Linked DNA regions of Arachis hypogaea: region 1 is linked to region 2. The links are chromatin contacts, called in public Hi-C maps. All regions are on one chromosome and are shown on one strand. The core of a region is the stretch at or near the end of the contact, and the rest is flanking DNA. Distances in the headings are between cores, read along the strand shown.

The links. A called contact is a pair of places that touch in the nucleus more often than the background predicts.
Region 1: a contact with region 2 is called in a Hi-C map of leaf, with 2.9 times the contacts expected there. The contact joins the promoter of LOC112741786 here to the promoter of LOC112742383 in region 2. A contact is called at or near these places in 2 of 8 Hi-C or Micro-C datasets (both in leaf).

The regions. Positions count from the first base shown.
Region 1 is chr14:20,893,901-20,900,178 of arahy.Tifrunner.gnm2.J5K5, reverse strand. LOC112741786 reads left to right here and starts at 4,133. Exons shown (of 4, transcript XR_011870815.1): 1 at 4,133-4,393; 2 at 4,860-6,278.
Region 2 is chr14:20,680,837-20,687,741 of arahy.Tifrunner.gnm2.J5K5, reverse strand. It overlaps LOC112742383, which reads right to left and starts at 3,351. Exons shown (of 1, transcript XM_025791619.1): 1 at 2,734-3,351. The coding sequence starts at 3,351. The coding sequence ends at 2,734.

The sequences.
Region 1 (6,278 bases), core at 2,884-5,383, 210 kb before region 2:
TGAAATAAATCTTATCGGGCAAGTACATCTACATAGCGAATAACCAACGAGAAAGCTTGTAACACCCTAATTACCCTAAGCCTTACCTCATGCCGTAAAGTAAAGGTTAATCAGAGATCACGACAATCCTAAGCTTATAGATAAATATATATAGAAGGAATAATAATTCTAGAAGCCCGATGAAGGAATAAGCTCAAAAACAGAGTTACAAAAGTGCAAAACATTTAAACGAAGCTATAAACTTAAGTCACAAGATAAAGATATAAATAACAAAATATAAGTATATAAGAGAATATAATAGTCATAAAGAACTAACCGTAGCCCGCGGAGTTTAAGCCGACTAGTATAAACAGACATACAGAATTTTGAAAGTAAAATAGCTTATACAAAATATCTCTCTCAAAGTGAGTCTCTAAGGCAATATAAATACAAAAGTGAGAGAACTGATCAAAATAACCACAAGACTCCAAAACCATGATAAAGATCCGCCGCTCTGTCACCATCAAGCAACTCACCGAAGTGGGTTGCGACCTACATCTGAAAAACAACAACAAAGTATGGAATGAGAACCGAAGGTTCTCAGTATGGTAATAGTGCCCAATAATGTAAGATATAAGACCTCGGGACGCTAGAGGCAATCCTAAAGCTTCATATTAATCTTGAGATTCAACTTAAAGCATACTAAAATTAAAACCATAACTTTAAATCCTTTATGAAACGGGGTAACTATCTTAAGGGATTTCTAACTATCAGTTCACCACTATCCCATAGCCTAACCGCCATGCGATCCCATCGCCACCGCCTTCCGAACCTCCTCAATCCCAGTAGAAAACACAAATAATAACAATGCAAGTAAAATACAAGTATAGCATGTATAACAAGAAATTCAAGTAGCAATTAATCATGTTAAACAATTAGACAAGCAGTTTCAAGTCGGCAAAACAAACAAACAGATAGAAGATGCACATGATGAATGTCTGTCCTATTTAGCTGTGATATCACATTATCGATTCAACTGCCAACCCGACACATCTCCATGGAGATGTCGCCCTTCGGTCTCATAATGGGAATCCCCGAGATATTGTGCCCAGAACACGGTCCAGGATATAGTGCCTGCACACTCTAGTGATTCCGAAGGGATGCGAGCGGGATACTCTTGCCACGGACCTCACATCTCAACGTAAGCGGGACTAACCACAGCCCTTATGCCGCTGCCGCGACCTTGACAAGCGGGATTAACCAAACCGTCCTTGCCAGGTGCATATCGTCTCAACAATCTCAGTATAAAATAATATATCAATGTTTTTCAGAAATCATTTTCAGTATTCAGTAAGGCCATCATTCCACTCTTAATCCTAGACTCGTCTCAAGCATCATCAAATCCACAACTCCTCAATTTCATCATATCAATCGTCTTTACAGTACTCTACCACTTCTCTCAACTAATCCACCCACAGTACTCCAGAATCCTAAGTCTCCGTTTTCTAAATTCACATAGAAATTCACTAAAATAATTTACTAACTTATCTTTAGTAATATTAGAGTCTAAATATTAGACAATACTCTTAATTAGCCTTTGAAGGAATTTAAAAAAAAAGGAGAACCTTTAAAAACAGAAAAAAAATCATATTTCAGAAAAAACAGGGGTGCGGCAAACTTGCCTTTAATATAAAAAAAATCGTATTTTCAAAAATAAAGTTCAAATCTCTTCTTCTAGGAATTAATGAATTTTTTCATTTTATATTAAAAAAAATCCATGAAATATTCTATGGTCTTGATAGTGAAAATCATCATGTCACGCTATCAATAGGTGTCACAACATGAGGTTACCACGTGTGAAAGAAATGGGTCTGCATTGCGTCATTTATATAAGCGTTGTGATGGGTGATGGATTTCAACGTTTATCATTCCTCCAATTTAATTATTTATGTTTATTTATTTAGTTCCATAATGAAGGATAATTGAGCCACATATATGGGTGTAGGAGTTGGCCTCTTTTTCTTTTTTGTTGTTGTTGTAAAGGTGCAATGGTATTTGGGTTTAGGGTGGATATGGTGATGTTAAAGCTTATTGGGTGAAATCAATGGAGTCGAAAATGAGTGACCAAAAACAATAGGAAGGTCGAGCACGGGATAGGGAACACCAGGATTCAATTCAAGGCAGAGGACGACGGTCTCCGAAATCTGGATTTAAAGGCAAGGAGCCAATGCAACTGGTGACGGAAGAGCAGCAAGGAGCACAAGCATAGTGAGAGGCAACCAGAAAGCAGCAACGGCGATCTTCGAGAATGGAAAAACAACACAGCGGGCTTGAAGGTGCGATCAATGTAACCTTTAGTGGAGGCTGGTGGTGGCAACTGATACCAAGCTGATGGACGAGACAATGTCATTGAAAAGAAAGACGGTGCTGCCTTGGGGGTGTCCTGAAAATGGCGCCAATCTGTGATTGAGTTAGGATGTGGATCTGATTCTTTCTGGATATAGCTTGAACGGGTTATACCCGACCTAGGCCTGTTTGGCCATGTGCCATGACAAAAAACAAAAAGAAAAAGAAAATCCTTCGTGATCTGATTTTTTTCGGTGAATTTGGATTTGTTAACGAAATAAAAAAATTGAAATTTGATTACGAATTTGAGAATTGGAATAAGCTCGAATGCTATTCTTTAATACAACTCAAAATACCAAAAATTCAACTACTCGAACCCAAAATTTATGGCCCGGTAACACAAACACTGAGCCCTGTCCAAATTATTTTATAATATAAAATTATAAACACTTCGTTTATTTTAATTAACAAACGGACTTTGTTAGGTAGACAATAATTTTTGTGAACAATGTGAACAATAAACTCTAAAATTAGCTTAATAAAACAAAAACATACTACACCCCAAATTTATTATATATCTCTAATTTTACAACCAAAATGTGCCACATGTCACTTTTTCATTGCAATTGGAATCAAATCTTTCCCTCCAAAATTAAGGAATCCACCTCTCCTCCTTACTAATTTTACAACCAAAATGTACCACATGTCACTCTCTTATTGTAATTGAAATTAAATCTTTTCCTCCAAAACTAAAGAATTATTCCCTCCTCCTTACTAATTTTATAACTAAAATTGCCACATGTCACTCTCTAATTGCAATTGAAATCAAATATTTCTCTCTAAAATTAAAGAGTACTCCCCTCATCCCTCTTCCTTTCTCTATTTCTCTCATTCCTTCAACCACTCTATCTATTTTATATATCATTACCAATATCAATGACTAATTACTAATTTGACAATTAAAATATGCAACATGACATTTTTTAATTGCATTAAAACTAAAATTGAAATTGAAATATACCTATATTATATATCATATATTACTATCTAATTTAATAATCAAATGTGTCACATGACACTCTCTTATTAAAATTAAGAGAAAATTTTTTTTTCAAAATTATTAAACTCCCTTCCTAAATTCTCTCATCTATCTCTCTTCATTTTTCTATTTCTCTCTACTATTTTTACTCTATATATAATTTATATTTTATATTAGTAATTTAACAAATCAAAGTATGTCATTTGATATTTTTTTACAATTAAAATAAAATTTATTCTTCCAAAATTAACAAACTCTCTCACTTTCATTCTTCATCTTTATCTTTCTCTCTCTTTTCTCTCATTCTCTATTTTTTCTATCTTTCTTTTTTACCGAAAACAAAATTAACAAAATAATATAATTTAAATAAAAAATATTATTATTATTGTTATTATATACATAGTTTTTTAGTTTTTTTTATTTAGTTTTAAATTTTCACCGTTTATCTTTTTAATCTATATTTTTATTTCTCTTCTTTCAAATATTTATTACATATAATTTGAAGAGAATACTAATATTATAATTAAAAGTTAGAATCAAGATTTAATTATTTTAAAAAAAATTAATTTTGAGTTAATTTTATAACTATCAATATAATTTTTTTATATTAATATCTAATTATATTTTTATATATATAGAGAGAAAAAATATTATTTTTAAATAACAAGTGTAAAAATTAATTATTTTTATTTGTACAACAGACTTAACAGTTAACATCTAATTATTTTTAATTATTTTTATATGTACGTTTTTATAGCCTAATTTAGTATTTTTCTCTTATGCTTACTCTCACGGTGCACAGTCAAAGCTTGGTCCGAAATGCATCCAACAACCCAACCCTAACCCACAGCAACCAACAACCCTTTCTCCGCCGTTGGATTGGTTGAACCTCCGAACTGTTGAACCGATATCCGGAATGGTTCGATGACCGCTCAGTTTTCAGAATCTTGGTTTCCATGGCCGCGTGGCTACCATGATTGTTATTGAGAGAAACTTCCACTCAAGACTCTGCATCCACTCCCAGCTTTGGTAAAGATTATCTTCTGCTCTTTTTTGCTCTCTGTTTCATGCGCCCCTCACTGTGTTCGATGAAATGCTCCAATCATATATATACTTTTTTTCCTTTCTCTCTTTTGATTATGAGTTTATGAATGATTTCTACATGCTTCTAAGTGGCTTCCGCCATAAATATTGTGCACATGCTGCAGTAAGATTATAAAAAAGGAACATTCCACCATTACGACATGCTTTTGTAATGCAATGCATATATTAGTTAGTTATTGGTTTAAATAAGTTATCACCCATTTTCACCTCGTATATAATAATTGAACCACCCAGGACTAGTTCTATAATGAAACTAATGAGGAATAGGAATCATATATGTTCATCGTATTATTCTTTTGAATGTTAGTTATGTATTTGATAAGTATCAGATGTTGTCGAGCTAATATCTATGGTTCGAATCATCAAATGACAACTTCTCTTTGTTTAACAGTTGTGAAGTTGCTTCATCATTCTCTCACATTGTTCGACTGCATTGCATGCACAAAATTCGATGTTATATGGGTTCTCTTGATGCATGTCTGGGTAATAAGAAAAACATTAGTAGCAATTCCTTAGTATCGGTTATTGTAGGATCTAATTCCTATAGCCGTGCTCCTAATAACAACTTTAGAAGTTTGAGCATAGTTGGTGCCATGTCAAAATACGAATCTGTCGAAACTCATTCTTTCCTTCAAGCACCGAGTCTTCAACACCGGTTTAAAAACTGGCAAACACTTAGAAAACACAAACTGACAGCTAGCACTTTTGCTGCTGCTATTGGATTTTGGCGTAGGCAAAGGTGCCAGTTGTGGCTAGAGAAGATAGGTGCTATTGAACCATTCTCAGGAAACATCGCTACCTGTTGGAACAATATCAAAGAGGAGGAAGCACTTGAAAGATACAAGCTGATAAGTGGCAATACTGTATTGTTTCCTGAACTTCAGGTGTATGGTGCTAACACTGAAAATGACTGGCTAGCTGCTTCGCCAGATGGTGTACTTGACAGAAAGCTATTTGAGTTGTCTTCTCATGGGGTTCTAGAGATAAAGTGTCCGTATCTCAATGGAGACATGAGTAAAGCCTTCCCTTGGTCTCGAATTCCAATTCGCTATATTCCTCAAGCTCAGGGATTAATGGAGATTCTAGGGAGGGATTGGATGGATTTTTATGTATGGACTCCTAATGGCAGTAGTTTGTTCAGGTTACATCGTGATGCTGAGTACTGGAATGTGATGGAAATGGCACTATCTGATTTCTGGTGGAAACATGTCCATCCAGCAAGGGAGTTGTATAGTAGGAAAGTTATAACAGACCCTCTTTTTGAATTAAGATCATTTAGACCAGCTCGGAGGCATGAGTTATGCAGTCATATCATTTCTGAAAGCATACGGATTGCTAATAGTTCGAAGTTATTAATGCGGGAAATACGTGGAATATTGCAACCAGATGACTCCCACGGTTAGATGAAGGACATTAGTGTAGTAATAACATTTTTTTTACAGGGATCCCAATTTTTTTGGTGATCTGTTTATATCAGTATAGTTTATGAAGATATTGATGTTGCTGACAGAGGATAATATTGTAAATTTGATATGGTTATAGATACATCTATGAGAATATATGAAATAAAGAAGTAATTGTTAAATATGATTGGTTGAAGCCGGAGAATAGAGAAAGGGATAGAAACAAACTTGCCAGGTTATGGAACCTTATAAAGTTGGGACATTTGATATGGAGAAAGTGGAGAGTTCAACAGCTGGTACATTTGTCAATACACCATATCATTTCTTTATTTGAGAAAACAAAATGACCTAATATGTGAAGTGAGTAGAATGTTCATAGTATGAAATGTGAATTTACATGCTATAAA
Region 2 (6,905 bases), core at 2,102-4,601:
TAAATTTAAACTGGTTGAACTAATTATTTTTTATCTCTTTAATATTACCGTGAAAATACTGAATATGCCTTAGATGATACCTTCCTATTTAGGAGCTCTTCAGATTAAGTTTCATACATGTAATCATGTTACTAATAACCTATAACAATCATTGGACTAAGAAAGTAGAATTATTAAAGACTCGTCGCTTATTATATATAGGAAGTTTGTTATTGTTCACGGAAACCAAATATATATAATGCAATTATAATTAGCCAACGGAGATATAGACAATTTGTTTATGCCAATAAGGCAATAAGCCAATAAGCCAATAACACAACTTTAGCTTTTCCTTTCACTATTAATCGAATCAATAATTCTATTGGCCAACCAGATAATCCTTCTTTCTTTCTCGGTTAATTATGTAGTTATTTATGTATCTCTGTTTAATAGTTATAAATTTAGGGATAAATAATTTCATATTCTGGTATTAGTGAGTATACTATGATTAAAAAATATAAATTTCGATTTTTATTATTCTCAAAAAAATTTTAGCATAAGACAAAAATAGACTCATATATACAATTGATGATTTAAGCTAATAATAATAATAATAATAAAATTGTAGTAGTGATTTTAAAATGAAACTGTCAAAAGAATAAGAGAAAAAAAAGAGAATAATGGAAAAAAATTAATTTTAGTCAGAGAATAAAATTAGAACGAAATAAAATATTTAAAATAAAACTAAGATGATTTAAATGTTTAGAAATAAAATAAAAAAAATTCAACTAAAACTTAAAAAACTAAAGCACTACTTTCACCCCCTTTTCATATTTATTTGCCTAAAAAATTTTAGATATCATCTAATTCAAGCTCAAGGAAGACTTGTTACAAATGTATTTGTAGTAGCTAGTGTTACATATAGTCTAACAAAATGGCTGTTACAGTAATGGTAAAAAACTAGAATGACTCTGACGTTTGTATAGCATACACTTTATCCTTTTAATTGGTTCTTTAATGTATTTTGTCTAATTCTTGTTTTATTTTCTGATATATCTTCCGGTCCACTAGATTAAGTATTAATTTGGCGTGAATTTGAGCTCCACTTAAAAATTTATCGTTGTTAGTGAATTATTGCATATATAAGATGGAATTGAAACCTCCAACACTTATTTAACTTTAAGCAGACAAACTGACCACATACACGACGAAGCCAATTTAGTTGTATTTTGTGTAATTCTAGTAAACAAATTTTGCCATAAAATTCGAGGCTTCTTAGCAGCCACAATAATAGAAGAGGCTGTTTTATTTTCATTATTATTGCAAGGGTGGTGGTTCTAGTTTTGCTTTCGACGCAATTACTTTATGGATATCGGAATCTCTAACCTATCCCTCTTAATTATTACAATGAGACAAGGATCTAAAATTTCTAATTAAGTTGATGAGCACTATACTCATCAGTCATAATAGGTAGGCTACTTCTGGAATTAAAAAGAAAATTGCATAATTTTTCATGCTTTGCTGTTTCTATTTGATGGAGTAATGTTTAATTAATACAGTTATTCTTAGGTAAAAATTTATTATTATTATTATTATTATTACCTTATGGCTTGAGAATAAATGTATTTAAAGTATACTTATCACGAGACCTAAAATTAGATTATTGAAAAATCATAGCCTAGATATACTTTAATCTCAGAGAAATTAAAGTTGAGACATACTTGCCAATTTTAAGTCAAAATTGAAATAGTACTAGTAATTCATAAAAACAGTTTATATAACAGTGAAAAATAATTAAGAAATGTGTGAATTGCTGGTTGTTGCTACATACTACAATGGCTATCTTTTTCTTTTTTTTTTTTTTGGTCATGAAACCATGACTATTTATTACAACCCATGGTTTAAGGCCTGGGCCTACAACTACCTATAACTATGTCCCATAATATTTGTTCCTAAAACCCACTACGATTAAACCATAATTTTTTTCTAACAATTATATTTTCGGTTTTGTTAGGAACTAACTAAGAGGTAGTCAACTGAGCCAATTAGTTGAAAAATAGGAGGACGGTTATAAAAAAAAAAAAATAACTCCTCACTATTTTAATTTTTTAAATTTTAAAACTAGAAATATAAAAAATTAATTTTTTTTTGGACTGGGATCCAGGCCAACAACCAACCCAGATCCAAAACAGGACAACCCAAACTAGAATCAAACCCAAACAACAAACCCACATCCCAACCCGGTCCTATTCCTTATGATTTCTCAAGACCTTCCGCTATTACAATAGATTTCCCATTTTCCAACCCGCAACTGAAAGTATCATTACCTAATACCAAAATGTAAGGGTATATCAACAAAATATACAAAAGAAAATTATATACATGATGCTGCTCTAGTAAAAGAACCGAGATAGAAAATTGCTGTGCTGAAATGCAAGAAGAACAAAAGGACAATGTGAGGCCGCCCTGTTCACAGAGCTTCAAAACTGGAGGAGAAGAGGGAGAAAAATTATAACCGCAGATTTCAAACAAAGAGGCTAACCGCGCATGTAACAGAGACAACCTCCCCGATCTACCAATTTCATAGTCTGAAAACCCTAGATCAAAGTCAATGGCCACCTATGCAGACTAGTGCATCAATACAGCAACCCACCTGACCCCCTCTGCCTCAATTAGAAGCTCTGCCTCTGGTATTCATACAGTATCGTGGAACGAGTTGTCCTCCACAGCAACCTAATTAGTGCTCCTCACCTCTCAATTCGCTCCTGAACTAATTAGCAATCTGGAGATAGCAAGCTGATCCCCTCGGAGAATGTTCCTGATGGACAGTGGCCTATGCATGATCCAATTCTGGCGGAGGGTGCCGTGACCTGTTAGCTTCGCCACTTCATGCGCTAATGAGTTCGCTTCTCTAGGCACCCAGGTAAAGCCACAGTTTGGAATGCCTCCTACTAAATGTAATATGTCCTGTAGAATAACTTGAATTTCTGCAATTGTTGTATGTGATTTTAGTGCCTGAATAAGCATCTGATTGTCTGATTCTATGATAACTTTTTGCATTTGAAAATTACGTGACAAAATTAAGGCTGCTCTAACCGCTAATGCCTCCGCAGCTAATGGCGAAGTGGCAACTATTGAGGAGTTAATTCCTGAGAGAAGGGTACCATTATGGTCTCTAAATATTGCTGCAGTTGCTCCCGTAGAACGAGCTTTATCAAAAGCTGCATCCACATTGCATTTGATCCAACCCACCAGTGGCGGTCTCCAGGTAACTCTGCCGCCTGTTCTTGTAGTATTAGTTGAACTCTTTACTGGTTCCTCTGCCATTTCTGCAAATTCTAACTCCATTAATTTAGCTTTACGAATCACCATGATAGGATTAGGAGTAGACTTCTGATATATCGCTTGGTTTCTTGCTTTTCACACTTCCCACACTAGAAAACCAACCATACTGCTGCAATGATCATAATCATTCCCTGTGTTCAATTTCATTTTTTCTAGAATATCCAACAACCACTTCCCAAAAGAAAAAACTGTTAGGGCCGTAGGGCAGCATTGAATTTGGGCTCCAAACCAAGCTGCCCTAGTCCAAGGGCATAGCAGCAGAGCATGCTCAGTGGTCTCTGATTCCTGCAAACAAATAGTACATATAGGAGTGTTAGTTATTCTTTTATTAAAAAGATTTCCAAAAACAGGTAAAATGTTATGCGAAGCTCGCCATAGAAAGGTTCTGATTTTTTGAGGAACTCTTAATTTCCAAATCTGTGTTATCATGTTACATTAACAAGCGGTGACGACCGCCTTATCTCTTTCAGAGAGACTTTCCTCTCCTAAGGAGTGGCTTCTAGTACCTCTATCATTTTCTACGCCTTTTTTCGTTTTACTTACTCCATTGTCTACCTATGGCTCACGAGGATGATCAGTGTATTGAGGGTGCAGTAATTCGTCTCAACCCAGAATACGATCATAGTTTTATTGAAGATAATCTGAATATGGTGGGTAAAATTATCTCTGACAAAGAAGTTAGTTTTAAGACTTGTAAAGCAGCATTGCTGGGAATCTGGGGGAATCCTGATGGTGTAGTCATCTCTGATGTCGGCAAAAATAAAGTTCTAATCAGCTTTAGGGATAAAAATAAGGGTATCCAGATTCGTTAAGGAGGACCATGGAGCATCAGAGGAAATCTTCTCAACTTGCAGATATGGAATGGCAGACAGTCAGTATATGATGTTGATCACAATTACATGGAGCTATGGGTTCAAATTCATGGGCTTCCACTCCATTTCTTAACGGTGAAAACAGCTGAGACTATTGGTAAGAGACTGGGTGTCGTGATGGAAACGAAAAACCCAAGATGGAATAACATCCTTCAAAGAACCTTTTTGAGGGTGAAGGTAACTTTAAATGTCACTAAACCTTTACCTACTGGTTTTTGGCTAGCAAGAGATAATTTTCATGATATATGGGTTGATCTCAAGTATGAAAGGATTCAGGACAGCTATTGCCTAAATTGTGGAGTCCTTGGTCATAATAAGAGGGAATGTACAAGTCCAATGGCAATGGCATGTTGGGATTCTACGAAGCCAAGGTATGCTCCGGGACTGGGGGTCAACAGAGCCAAGGCCATATCAGCCAGAGATATAGAGCAGCGAGAAGATGGAATCAGGGAATTGATGGATGAAAAGCTAGCGTGTGAGAGGGAGCGTGTGAGAATTGAGACTATGAAGAAGACATGGGCAGATGATAGCTTTTCGGGGAACAGACCAGGCAGGGGCTCTCAAAGAACCCTTAAGCCTTACCTGGAGCAGCAAAGAAGCCATGATAAGGAGAGTCAGGAATCAAGGGAGCAGATCGACGAAGACTCACAAAATCTTTCATCCAGGCGTGTTATTTCTGAAGACAAACAATCAAGATTTGGTGAGAGGCCAGCTGTCTTTATCAACAGGATGGTGAAAGGGAAGGAAAAGGTTCATGTGGCAGAAGAGGATAGTTGGGATGCAAGGCAATATGATGATGGGGATCAGGACCACGTACAAGCCAAGGAAAAAAAGGAGCCAGAACCTTTTGGTATGGGAAAAATATACAATGAGCTCGAGCCAGCTGGGCTGATGGTAACTGAGATCAGAACAGGAAAATTGCAGGTAAATGAAGCGGGGAGGGACATTAACAAATGTTTAACAATCAGGCAAGAGCTGAAAAAGCTTTTTGGCTGGAAGGAGTCTCAGCAAAACCAACAACTCAATAAAGAAATGCTGGAGCAAACAGTGAGGGGGACAGATTCAAAAAGTCTTAATGCAAATCAGCTGTGGAGTTATCGGGAAAAACCAAAAATGAAAGGAATTGGTACTGTAGCTACCAGGACCATGATTCAAAGGATGGAGAATGATGAGAAGTATTTTATTGAACTAGCAGGGGATCATCCAGTTGTGGATCACGATGGGATGGCAAAGCCTTACCAGAGGAATGATTACAAGTGGGCTTTGGAGCTGGCTTATAACTTAGGAATGCATTTAAACCTCAAAAGGAAAAGGGATGTACGCATCATTGTGAACAATGAAGAGGAAATGAAGGAAACTATGAAAATTTGTATGCAACAACCAGGTAAGAAGTACAAGTATGTTGCTGGGACAGACATGGCTGAGGAGGCGGGCCTTAACATGCCCCACAACCAGCCATGATTGTCGTCAGCTGGAACTGTCGAGGAATGGCGGCCCCTTCGATAGTGCATGAATTAAAAAGTATTTGTAAATCTCGCAGGCCGTCCCTTTTGTTCCTTATGGAAACCAAAGCTACTAAACTAAGTTGTGATAGAATTAGGAGAAAGTTAGAGTTTGATAACATGTTTTGTGTAGAATCCCGAGGGACTTTGTATTTTTTGGAAGAGTAATGTAAATATTCATGTTTATGCTTGGTGTGATAATTTTATTAAAACTAAAGTTAGCAGTGGTAATGACAAGGATTGGGAGGCTATTTTTGTTTATGGTCATCCAGACTACAAGAAAAGGAAGGAGTTATGGAAGGATTTAACTTTTGTAAATGATATTCTAGCACAGCCAACAGTGTTGATCGGAGACTTTAACGATGTTATTTCTCAAGATGAGAAGGTGGGTTTGCATCCTAAGCCAAGTTTTCAGATACAATCTTTCAGAAATTTTGTACATAAGAATGCTCTCTTGGATATGGAACTTCAAGGAATGAAATACACCTGGTTTAGTAATCCAAGTAATGGTTGTGTTACCAAGGAAAGGCTTGATAGGGTTCTCGTCAATTGGGAATGGAGAAGAGCTTTCCAACATGCCACGCTCTCAGCCTTACCGCCTATTAGCTCGGATCATGCTCCTCTAGTTCTTGATGTTAAACCTAGAGGTAGAAGGATTAAAAGTTTTAAGTTTGAGGCCTTTTGGGTGGACCATGCCGACTGTGACGCTGTTATAAGGAGAGGATGGAGCAGCTCTGGCTATACTGGTTCTGATCACTAGGGAAATCTGAATCGAAGAATGCATAATTGCAAGAAGGAATTAACCAAATGGAGTAGAACTAGCTTTAAGAGGGCTGATGTAGAAATAGAAAGTTTAAGGCTTCGCCTCAAACAGCTGCAGGAAGAGGATTTTACAGAGACTCAGCAACAGGAGATCTACAGGCTTAAATTGGAGATCACCAGATTATGGAGACAAGAGGAGAAATATTGGGGTCAGAGGTCGAGGGTGAAATGGCTGAATTTTGGAGACAAGAATACTTCCTTCTTCCATGCTTCTACCATTCAAAGAAGAGATAGAAATAGGATAGAGAGATTAAAGGATCCTACAGGAAATTGGGTGTGTGGGGAAAGGGAGATTCTCAAGCTAGTAGCAGCTCACTTTCAGAATCTTTTTACGGCTACAGAGAATCTAGATATGACTGCTTGCATAAGCCATGTTCCTGTCAGT